Linked DNA regions of Mus musculus: regions 1 and 3 are each linked to region 2. The links are chromatin contacts, called in public promoter capture Hi-C maps. All regions are on one chromosome and are shown on one strand. The core of a region is the stretch at or near the end of the contact, and the rest is flanking DNA. Distances in the headings are between cores, read along the strand shown. Region 1 has its middle 66 kb from the start of Gm39957. Region 2 holds the start of Napb (N-ethylmaleimide sensitive fusion protein attachment protein beta). Region 3 overlaps Gm39957 (a long non-coding RNA gene).

Region 1 (3,196 bases), core at 99-2,598, 410 kb before region 2:
TGTGGTGGTTGGTTTTGGTTGATAGCTGTATGGATGGTTAGAGAATTAGTAAAGCACACTCGGGAGAGTGTCTTGTGGGTGTCTCTAGAGATGACTGGCATGTAAGTTATCAGACTGAGTGGAGAAGTTTCATCCTGAACACATATGACATCATTCGATAGTCTAGGAGCCATGATGGAATGCAAAAGAGGAAAAATGAGAAAACTGTGTGTCCACCGGATGCACTGCCTTGCGCATATTCATGTCTTACTACTGAGGATGCTACACTGCAGATTCTTCAGCCTTTGAACATGAACCTGCATAAGTGGCTCTCCAGGTGGCTTTCAGGCCTTCAGTATCAGACTGAGAATTTATCTTTGGTCCTGAGCTGCTTCCTATTCCTCTTGCCCCTCAGCTTACAGGCAGCCACAATAGGTTCTATGACCCCAGCTCCTATCTCCTCTTTCACCTCTGTATTCTACTGGGTGCGATCCTCTAAAGAACCATGACTTGTGCAGATGGAGAAGGATGAACACATTTCACATGTTACAGAGGTCACTGACTTTATCTACAACCCTGAGGGAACCCACTTTCCCACAACCACCTCAGCTGTACATCTTATTCATCTTTGCGATCTTTTATAACTCAAATACTCAAACTCCTTTTTTGCTTGGGGGTCTTTTGTATGGTTTTTTAGGGGTAAGGTTGGAAAGGTTACTTACGTATCTAGGCTATCCTCAGACTTAGAATTCTCTGCTTCAGCCTTCCAAGTCCAGGAATTACAGACAGGCAACAGCATACCTGTATTGTTTTTATGCAGGTAAGTTAAGCACATTTTTTTCATGGATCTCTTGAATATCCAGGCTTACAGTTTTTAAAGCACACAATCTATTGTGAAAATAGGAGTGTATAGGCACTAGGTCAATTGTTCTCAACCATTCCCGACCCCCACAGGAGTTACCAAGGACATCTTGCATATCAAATGTTTGCATTACTATTCACACCAGTAGCAAATTTACAGTTATGAAGTAGCAACAATATAACACAAGGAACTGCATTAAAGGGTCACAGCTTTAGGGAGGTTGAGAAATACTGGACTGAGTAGTTATCAGTGGGAGCACCTTTTAAAATAGGCTCTGAGCTAGTGAATTGCCAATCTTTTCACAACATATAAAGAGTGAGATCAGGAGAAATATATCTTATGCATTTCTGCAGATGTGTGCCATCTCTCTTCTGAGGTACTCGGTGTTCTCAGTTCACATCCCTACCTCAGTTATACTGCCTGCACAAGACGGATAATAGGACACACTTGTGCTCCTCTCCCCTGAATATTAGTGTTAGTCACATCCTGGTTAGAAACCAGAAATCTTGATTGCACAACCCAAAACTTTTTTTCGCCAGATTCAAGTTGGGCTGTCAGGGCTTACATAGCATCTGGGTTTCTACTGAGAAACTTCACTCAGGGTACCAATCCTCCTGAGGTCAGCTCTTTGCATCACATTCATTTTCTCTCTCTCTTAAAATGTCACTTTCCTCCCTCAATGCTGGTAATCACACCCAGGACCTTGCTTTTAAGTGTTCCACTACAAAGCCAAATCTCCACTTTATATTTTATTTAAAAGATAATTAGAAAATGATACAAGTCTTGGTTTGCACATAGAGATGGAAAGACATGAGTTTCTTGCCCTTGGGAAAACCAGAATGTACTCATCAATACCACACTGTCTTATTTTCTACATCTGTTTCCTCTTGTGTATCTCTCTGGATGCGAATGCAGAGAGCTTGTGTCCCCACTTCCCGGATAGAGAAGCAGCAACTCAAGTGACAGGCGGTGACATTTACATGGTAGATTTAGATCAAATGGAGTCACGCTGACATCTGGTGCAGAATTCCCCTGCAGCTATGTGCCAAGGAAATAATGTGTGCTGCTGACTGTCTTTTCTGTGCTGCTGCTTGCATCCAAGGTTACCCCCTGACCCAATCAATGAAAGAAGCCACAACCCCACATAGCCTATGGCTGACCCCAGCCTTCTCTTAGTCCATTCCACAAGGACTTTGTGAAATCTACCCACATCTCAGTTTTAAAAACCATGATTAAGGAGTGCCATCAGCCAAAAGCTTATTCTTACTCAGGGCAGGGGGCAGCTACAGTTCTGTCTTCTTCCCACTATATTTTTGGTCAATGGAGTTGGGTGATGAGGCAAATTAAATATCTGATCAATAAATCTTGCAGTGACCCCAAGGCCATTATTCAACTCTCTTGTTTAATAAATACAGATTCATGTCAGAACTTAACTGTGTAATTGCTGGCCAATCAATAAATATTTGCCTAGGGGTAGTGTGGGGAATAGATGAGGCCACTGAAGGATATGAGACGCCTCATTTTTAAGGAGCTCATAACCCAGGCAGGAAGGAAAATCATCACCACATGAAAAGGCCACCACCACACACAGTGTGAACATCTGTACTTGATTGAGGGGAGAAAACTGCTTTCCCCCCAGAGTGGGACTCTGCTGGAAATGCTATAAACATCTTCAGTGAATCGATTCCCACCACTGCAAGGACTGTTGTTTTCCCTTAACCCACAGGAAATTCAATAAATAAAAGAGACTTTAACTGGGATCAGGAAAAAGACAGGGTTTTTTTGTGTCAGTTCAGGGAGAACGGGATGGCACAGAGCTGACCTCAGGAAGAGGACTGGTGCCCTGAGTGAACTTGGTCTTGCAGCAGAAACCCAGATGTAAGTAGTAAGCCTGTCAGCCTGACTTGAATCTGGAAAAGAATTTTTTTGAGTAGTGCAATCAAGTGAGCATCTAACAGTAATTGGTATATTTAAAAACAACACCCACATGTTTGTGCGGGTATGCGCGTGCACGCGTGCGCATACCCTCCCCCCCCCCCACACACCACAAGAAAGAAGGCTTGAAAATGCCCCTCAGAGGCTCCTCAGGGACATACACAGGGATATTCCACAAGAGCAGAAACTCAGAGTCTGCTATTGTCCTGCTGAAATTTGGGAGTAGAACCCACTATGTCTCTATTTTTGCTCAGCATATTAAACTTAGTATGTAACAAGCAAGTCAAAAACTTTGAGAATACTTCCATTCTGAATGATGCATGTGTGGGAGGAAGATTCCCACAAGGGAGGAAATGACCACTGCTATGAATTTCTTTGGCTCTATGCAAAAGTCAAATGAGGATAGTCAACAGTAACTAG
Region 2 (3,311 bases), core at 247-2,746:
TTGCAATGCTCCTTGTCCCTTTGAAAGAGGAAGCAGTATCTATAACTTACACCTACACTTCCAAGCTTCATATTACATGAGAAATTTAAGAACTAGCAGAGACAAATGCCCTTAGGGGTCTCCAAGCATGGTCTCCTTCTCTATCTTGGCAGACCATGGTACCATAAACTGTATCAATGTGACTCTAAGCATTTCCTGGAGATGCAAACATAATGGGGCTCAATTAAACTATTATATAATAATTAATGTAATTAGTAGTCAGATGAATGAAGTAAAAATAAAAGTCAAAGTTCACTGGGTACATTTTCAGCACTTAAGTGTCTATACTGAATTTTTACAGAAACTGCGTCTCACAATGCAGCAGTTTAGTATGTACCTCTAGTCCCTCTCGATAATTAAAATCTGTTCTTGGTACAGATCTTTCACTTTCAAATGGGAGAAAAAAAAGAAGAGGCACACGTAATTTCTACCGCTGTCATAAACAGCTGAATCATTCGCATAATCAACAGCCCAGAATTCTTCCACAAGCTCTCAGGGCAGGTTTTGCTTTTTGAAAGCTCAGAATGTAAACCAAACCCTTCCCTACCAAGATATGTAAGAATTAACAAAATCACGGGATTCCCAAAGGATACTCTGACTTTAAAAAGGAGCAATGTTACATACAGTTCATCAAACGGGAAGCCTGAACTACGGATACAAGTCACTCTGGCAAATGAAAAACACACCAAGGAGGATATGATTTCAAGGCCCTTGAGCCAAGGCCAGCGGGCAAGTGCCCGGGATACAGGGGCGCAGACTTCGCGCTCCCCACGAGCCACCAGCTGCTGCCAAACTCCAGGTTGAATTCCAGAACCTCACAGTCCTGGCTCCCCCGGGGGATTTACGGGCCCAACCAGGGGAAATGAATAAATCTGGTCCACCAGGAGGGGTGGCATCCTTGAAGAGGCAGCTTGGCGCGGACCCTGGAGCTAGCACCGGACCGTTGGCGACGCATGGGACTTGGGGGACCACAGAGATCTCCGAGGACGCGTAGGTGTTCTGGGTTGTTTAAGGGTGCCTGGGGATTGTGAGCTAGAGGTTCTCCGGGTGTGGGTGAGGGGTGTCCAAGGCCTGAGGATCCCCAAAAGGTTCTGGGGCTTGCAGTGTGTGCTGACTGGAGAGACACCCCAGACACGGCCCAAGGGATGCGATGAGGCCCTGGATGCTACGGGACCCAAAACAGAGCGTGGGCCACTGGGAATCCCGTAACCCTAAGCAGTTGCGCGGGGTACTCTGCGGTGGCAGCCGGCTGGGCAGGGGATCGGGCACCAAGACCCCTAAGGGCAAGACCTCTGGCGCTCACCCGAACAACCCTCGGAGGAAAGAGTGGGAAGCCTTCACTCGCTTCTCGGCCTCCGCCATAAGCTGGACCGCTTCTCGCTCCTTCCCTGCGTTGTCCATGTCACCCGCTGCAGCCAAAGCCTCCTCTGCTGACTAGCTAGGCTCCCGGGACGACTTAGCCCTCCCTCCAGCAGGTGCGGACACGCAGGCGCGGCACGCGTGGCCTTTCGGGATCTGTAGTCCTACATTCCACCTTAATGCCAGTTTGTCAGAGACCACAACTACAGTTCCCAGCAGGCTGCTGGGCAGGGCCGGGCGTTCTCCCGGACTCCCTGGAGGAGGGGGAAGGGGCGTGGCCTTCTGGAGGGGTCTTGGGCCTTGGACCCTTGGAGGTAGACTTCAAGGTTGAGAGAGAGAAAGAAAGAGAGAGAGAGACAGAGATAGAGACAGAGACAGACAGAGAGAGGGAGACAGAGAGACACTCTACAAGCAATACTGCAAAATTTAATCTAATGCAGCAGTTCAGCTCAATTTAGTCAACCATGTGGTGCCCCACCTCCCAACTCTGCCAGAAAAGCAGCAACAGCTGGCCTAAAGAGCTATTTTTAATTTCTGACAGCAAGACATTAAAAATGCATCATCATCCCCAATATAAATTCAGAGTTGATTTTAAGCGTCCCCAAACTACAACTTTCCATTTGGTCCTCTTGTTTAAAAATGGATTGCATATCTTTCCTGTAGGCACAATCTACTCTTGTTATTGACTGAATTCTATTAAATGGCTATAAGCCAGTGAACTCTCTTATGCTTTACATAATGCTGGCTATAGTGGGTGGATCTTGACAAAATTCCTGTCTGCCAGGAAGACTTCTAATCTACTAAATATCCATAGATAGATGCAATCCTGTGCCAGTGACTTCTAGGCCTGTCCCAGAGGGAGGTGTTTTTTAATACAATGTCTAGACCATTTATGCTTGGCAGTGCTACTTCTTAGGTGGTGCAGCAAATAGAATTACTGCCAAATGAGAGTTTCTGATGATTTAAAACTCTTCATGAATACGCTGTAGGAACTGGCAAGCAGAATTTGTCTAAGAAAATGAAGCCTGTTTTCAGAGAACATAGCAAGAGCGTTTAAACTCCTGGAAACAAGCTACCAAAACTGATGTCACAGTGTGGCATGATCCAACCATAGCAGGATGCTCTCAAGATAGAGGGGAATATCGGCTCTTGGTGCATAGTTTTTTTTACAACTACTATGAGCTTGTTTTTTTGTTGTTGTTTTTTTTTTCACTTTGGAGAACTGATTTGCAAGTTTGGAGCAGGAGGGTAGACGGAGGTAGGAAATTGGAGGTGGCAGTGGATGTTGGATTGAAGAGAGAAAAATTGCAAAAAGTGAACCAACATTGGCATTTGAAAAGGAGTCAGTTGGGGAATTTGGTGGATTGAGTCAACTCCTAAGCATCATGGGCAGCAGCAGTGTGTTGATCAGAGCAATTCCCAACCCTGGCTGAATGGAACAACTCTGCAGGATAGTCAAGAAATATTGATCCCTCTGCCACTAGTCTTTGGTGTCCAGATCTCCACTCTACCCTATTCTGGAGTTAATCATTCTAAATTCTAAAGCTTTGGATGAAAAGGAACCAGAATACATTCTCCCAAAGCACACCTCAAAAACCAGACATTTCACTCATCTGCCTTTAATGGATGCTCATTCATTCAGACTGTGGCACCTACCTTACAGTGGCTCTGGGCACATCCTATTCAATGGACATTCCGGATACATTCAAGCTGAGTGAATACAAAGAAGAGTAGATTAGAAGGTTAAAGGCCCACTCTCCATATCAAACAGTCCATAGAGGTTATCCCACCCAGCAGGACTCAGTTATTCGTGGGTTCGAGGGGGACTGCAAACCTGGGCGGAAATGGGAGGGAGAGAAAGGAGAAGCCGAGACCAAGAAGGGATTCCTATCAAGGTCTCAGTTTATTAGGCA
Region 3 (2,939 bases), core at 288-2,787, 360 kb before region 2:
ACTATTGATGTGGTTCTACACGTGCTCAGTAGAGAGTTCCAGGCAATGAATTCAAATATGAGGCTACTAAGAAAATAGTTCAGAAGGAAAATCTGGATTTATTTGAACGTAGGGATTAACTCTGGAACCTGTTAGGAAGCTTCTTTACCATTGACCTATATCCTCCGTCTTTTTGTTTAAATTACTTTTTTACTTAGGGACAAGAAATTCTCATTCTGTCCAGGTTGGTCTTGAACTTGGTATCACAATCAATCCAAACTTATGATCCTTCTACCCCAACCAGTAGCTGGGATTTCAGGTCCATACTCCGAAGCCCAGTAAGAAAATCTGAATTTATTAAACGTATAATATCTTGCTCAAAACTGTAAAATGACTCAGTTGGCTGCCATTCACATTGCCCTCATTACACCTCTGCACCACAAACTTCTTTCTAGCAGGTCTCTTAGAGAACCTGAGAAACTAAGACACCCACGGTCACATTAAAAGCTTGGAGCTGTTCTCCTCTCTAACACTCATTTGATGATTGACTACTTTATGCTCACACTGGTGGACAGAACAATGACCACCAAGCTTCCTGCTGTAAGAGTCAAGGTCTGTAAGTACGCAAACATGCCGTGTTGAGTCATCTTAACTCAAGGAGCAGAAGGTAGGTCTAGCCTCAGCTGAGAGGTGACAAAGCTTTTCGATTAAGTGGTTGCTTGTACAGCAACAGGAAATGGCAGTTGGAAGTAGCGTGTAGGTGTAAGCTTAAGAAAATGAAGTATGTGGTGTAATATATGCAAAGGTCCTGTGGTGGGAGAGGGCTGGCTTAGCTTGGCTAGGATATCACTCAATTGTTTGGGGAGCTTAGGATACAGTGATCAAAGGTTCCAAAAGACAACGCAGTGAACAAGGTTGTGCGGGTCCAGGTAACAGAGCCTTGAGAGGCCCCACAGATTCTTGGCCCAATAGAGAGACAAATAACAAATATCTTGTTTTCAGTCTTCAGTTTTAAGTTATCTGGAGTTAAGGCAAGTTCTTTCACCAGCAACAGACAACTTTGAGAAGGTACCCTTCATGGGTCCTTGCCCACAGACCACCAGGGGGCAGCACGTTATCATGGCCAGAGCTGTTGAGGTAGGGGCTCCATGAAGACAACAGTGTTGCCAAATCTGGGAAGAGCAAAGACAGACAGTGTCTACTGAGATGCCTGTGCTTGGTTGCTTCAGAACCCAAAGTCAGTCTAAATGTGAGGCTCTGTTACCCAGACTGGAGCCTGTCCTCAGCAGTTTATCTGACAGTTCATCCTATAATGAACCCTAGATGTTGCCCTTGGGCTCTCTATCCAGGCCTCACACATGTAGCCACCAAAACAACTCCAAACCTGCTAAAAATAGCTTCTGAAAGAGAAACCGCCCAAGCCACCGACCACACTGGTACAACAGAGGCACTATGAGACCCTGAACGGACATCACAAAAGCCAGGGGGCAACCAGTCCAATTGGATGAACTATCCAGCCAAGTCTCCTGTTTCAGTCTCACCGGCAGAAGAGGAAGTGATACTTCACAGGCCATGTTCCTCGCTGGAACACCTCTTCGGTTAAATCGCTGCCATGGGAGCTGGGGACTTTACTCAGCAGCAGAGCATGTGCCTAGCATTCAGGATCTGATACCTTGGTTGGGGTCTGAAATCTGGTGCTGAAAAATAAAATCTGTAAGTGTGCCGGGATTTCAGTTCACATTTCTTTCTCTCTCTCTCTCTCTCTCTCTCTCTCTCTCTCTCTCTCTCTCTCTCTCTCTCTCTCTCTCTCTCTTTCTCTCTCTTTCTCTCTCTCTTTCTCTCTCTCTCTCTCTCTCTCTATGTCTCTATGTCTCTGTCTGTCTCTCTGTCTCTGTCTCTGTCTCTCTGTCTCTGTCTCTGTCTCTCTCTCTCTCTCTCTCTCTCTCTCTCTCTCTCTCTCTCTCTCTCAGTACATTGAGTTAATGGACAGCCTTTTATCTCCACTATCCCCATACCCCATCAAGCTACTGGCTTTACCCAAAGAAAGATATGGTCAACTGCTAAGTGTTCTTCCAAAAGTAATGTGAGGAGAATTCAGCCTCACCAAAACAAACAAACAAACAAACAAAAAACCTTCATAACCACAGACATCCGAATGGCTTTTATTTGTGTGTGCTCAGCTGCTAGAGTTCAGTCTAGATAAAATTGAATGTCTGTTTTATCCTATATTGCTTTACTATCTGCCTGATTTTCTGAGTGCCTCCCATTATACTAAGTACTTTGTTCCAGACATTGTATTATTGCTAAAAATTCTATCTCTTATATATATATTTTTTATTTCTCCACTAGAAATTCTGCATTTTAAACTATGAGCATATTTTCCTTTACAATGTGGAGTATAGTCTCAGTAAGACTTCAGCATCCACAACTGTAATTCCAGTGCAGGAACTGGCATTGTGCTCTCAGATGTCATTTTCCTTGTTCTCTGTGTATTGAGAATTTGCTACTGTGTCCAGAGCAGGGGAGAAGTCAATCACAGTCTTTGAAGAGTGCTAATGTTCTTTGTTTTAAAATGATAGTGATCTGGGGATGCTTGCCACCCTCACAACTGTGTGCAGCTCCGAGATCTGGCAGAGAGGTAGCAAGGCTTACACACAGAACCAGGACCCCGTTTTCCAAAATGTCTTCTCAGATTGTACCTTTCAGTCACTCTGAACTTTGGCATCTGGTTTTTCAACCTAGGGAGAAAGCAAATCATGACATGGAGTTTTATCCTTCTGATGGCACAGGCCAGGCCTTCCCTATCTCCCCACATTTTCCCGAAGATGAAGCATAACTCCGAAAGGACAAGTTATGGATGCAAGGTTAAAGCAATAGCTGGTAAATGTTTCATCCTAAAATCATACCTAGGCCAGTTCCATACATTTTTTTAGGCTGGGGCACAATTCTCAGCTGGAATC

The links. Promoter capture Hi-C pulls out the DNA fragments that hold promoters and counts their contacts.
Region 1: a promoter capture Hi-C map of pre-B cells shows a contact between it and region 2, with 2.5 times the contacts expected there. The contact joins the enhancer-like site here to the promoter of Napb in region 2. A contact is called at or near these places in 7 of 39 promoter capture datasets (the C10 cell line, the HPC-7 cell line, HPC-7-derived erythroid cells and 3 more), 1 of 115 datasets of contacts at active chromatin or transcription factors (bone marrow-derived macrophages) and 1 of 9 other capture datasets (liver).
Region 3: a promoter capture Hi-C map of the C10 cell line shows a contact between it and region 2, with 3 times the contacts expected there. The contact joins the enhancer-like site here to the promoter of Napb in region 2. A contact is called at or near these places in 6 of 39 promoter capture datasets (the C10 cell line, the HPC-7 cell line, hematopoietic stem and progenitor cells and 2 more), 1 of 15 datasets of contacts at CTCF or cohesin (large pre-B cells) and 2 of 115 datasets of contacts at active chromatin or transcription factors (bone marrow-derived macrophages and large pre-B cells).

Annotation. Positions count from the first base shown.
Region 1 is chr2:148,324,208-148,327,403 of GRCm38.p6, forward strand. No RefSeq gene overlaps it. Among named protein-coding and RNA genes, the nearest start is that of Gm39957, 66 kb to the right of the region's middle. Within about 2 kb of position 1,349, at least 17 of the 459 cell types and tissues checked have an H3K27ac peak or open chromatin away from gene starts, as enhancers often do. A contact at or near this core is called in pre-B cells, where this site is marked.
Region 2 is chr2:148,730,924-148,734,234 of GRCm38.p6, forward strand. Napb (N-ethylmaleimide sensitive fusion protein attachment protein beta) reads right to left here and starts at 1,497. Exons shown (of 11, transcript NM_019632.3): 1 at 1,343-1,497. The coding sequence starts at 1,440.
Region 3 is chr2:148,374,439-148,377,377 of GRCm38.p6, forward strand. It overlaps Gm39957 (a long non-coding RNA gene), which reads right to left. Exons shown (of 3, transcript XR_866841.1): 3 at 1,892-2,717. Among named protein-coding and RNA genes, the nearest start is that of Gm39957, 16 kb to the right of the region's middle. Within about 2 kb of position 1,538, at least 37 of the 459 cell types and tissues checked have an H3K27ac peak or open chromatin away from gene starts, as enhancers often do. A contact at or near this core is called in pre-B cells, where this site is marked.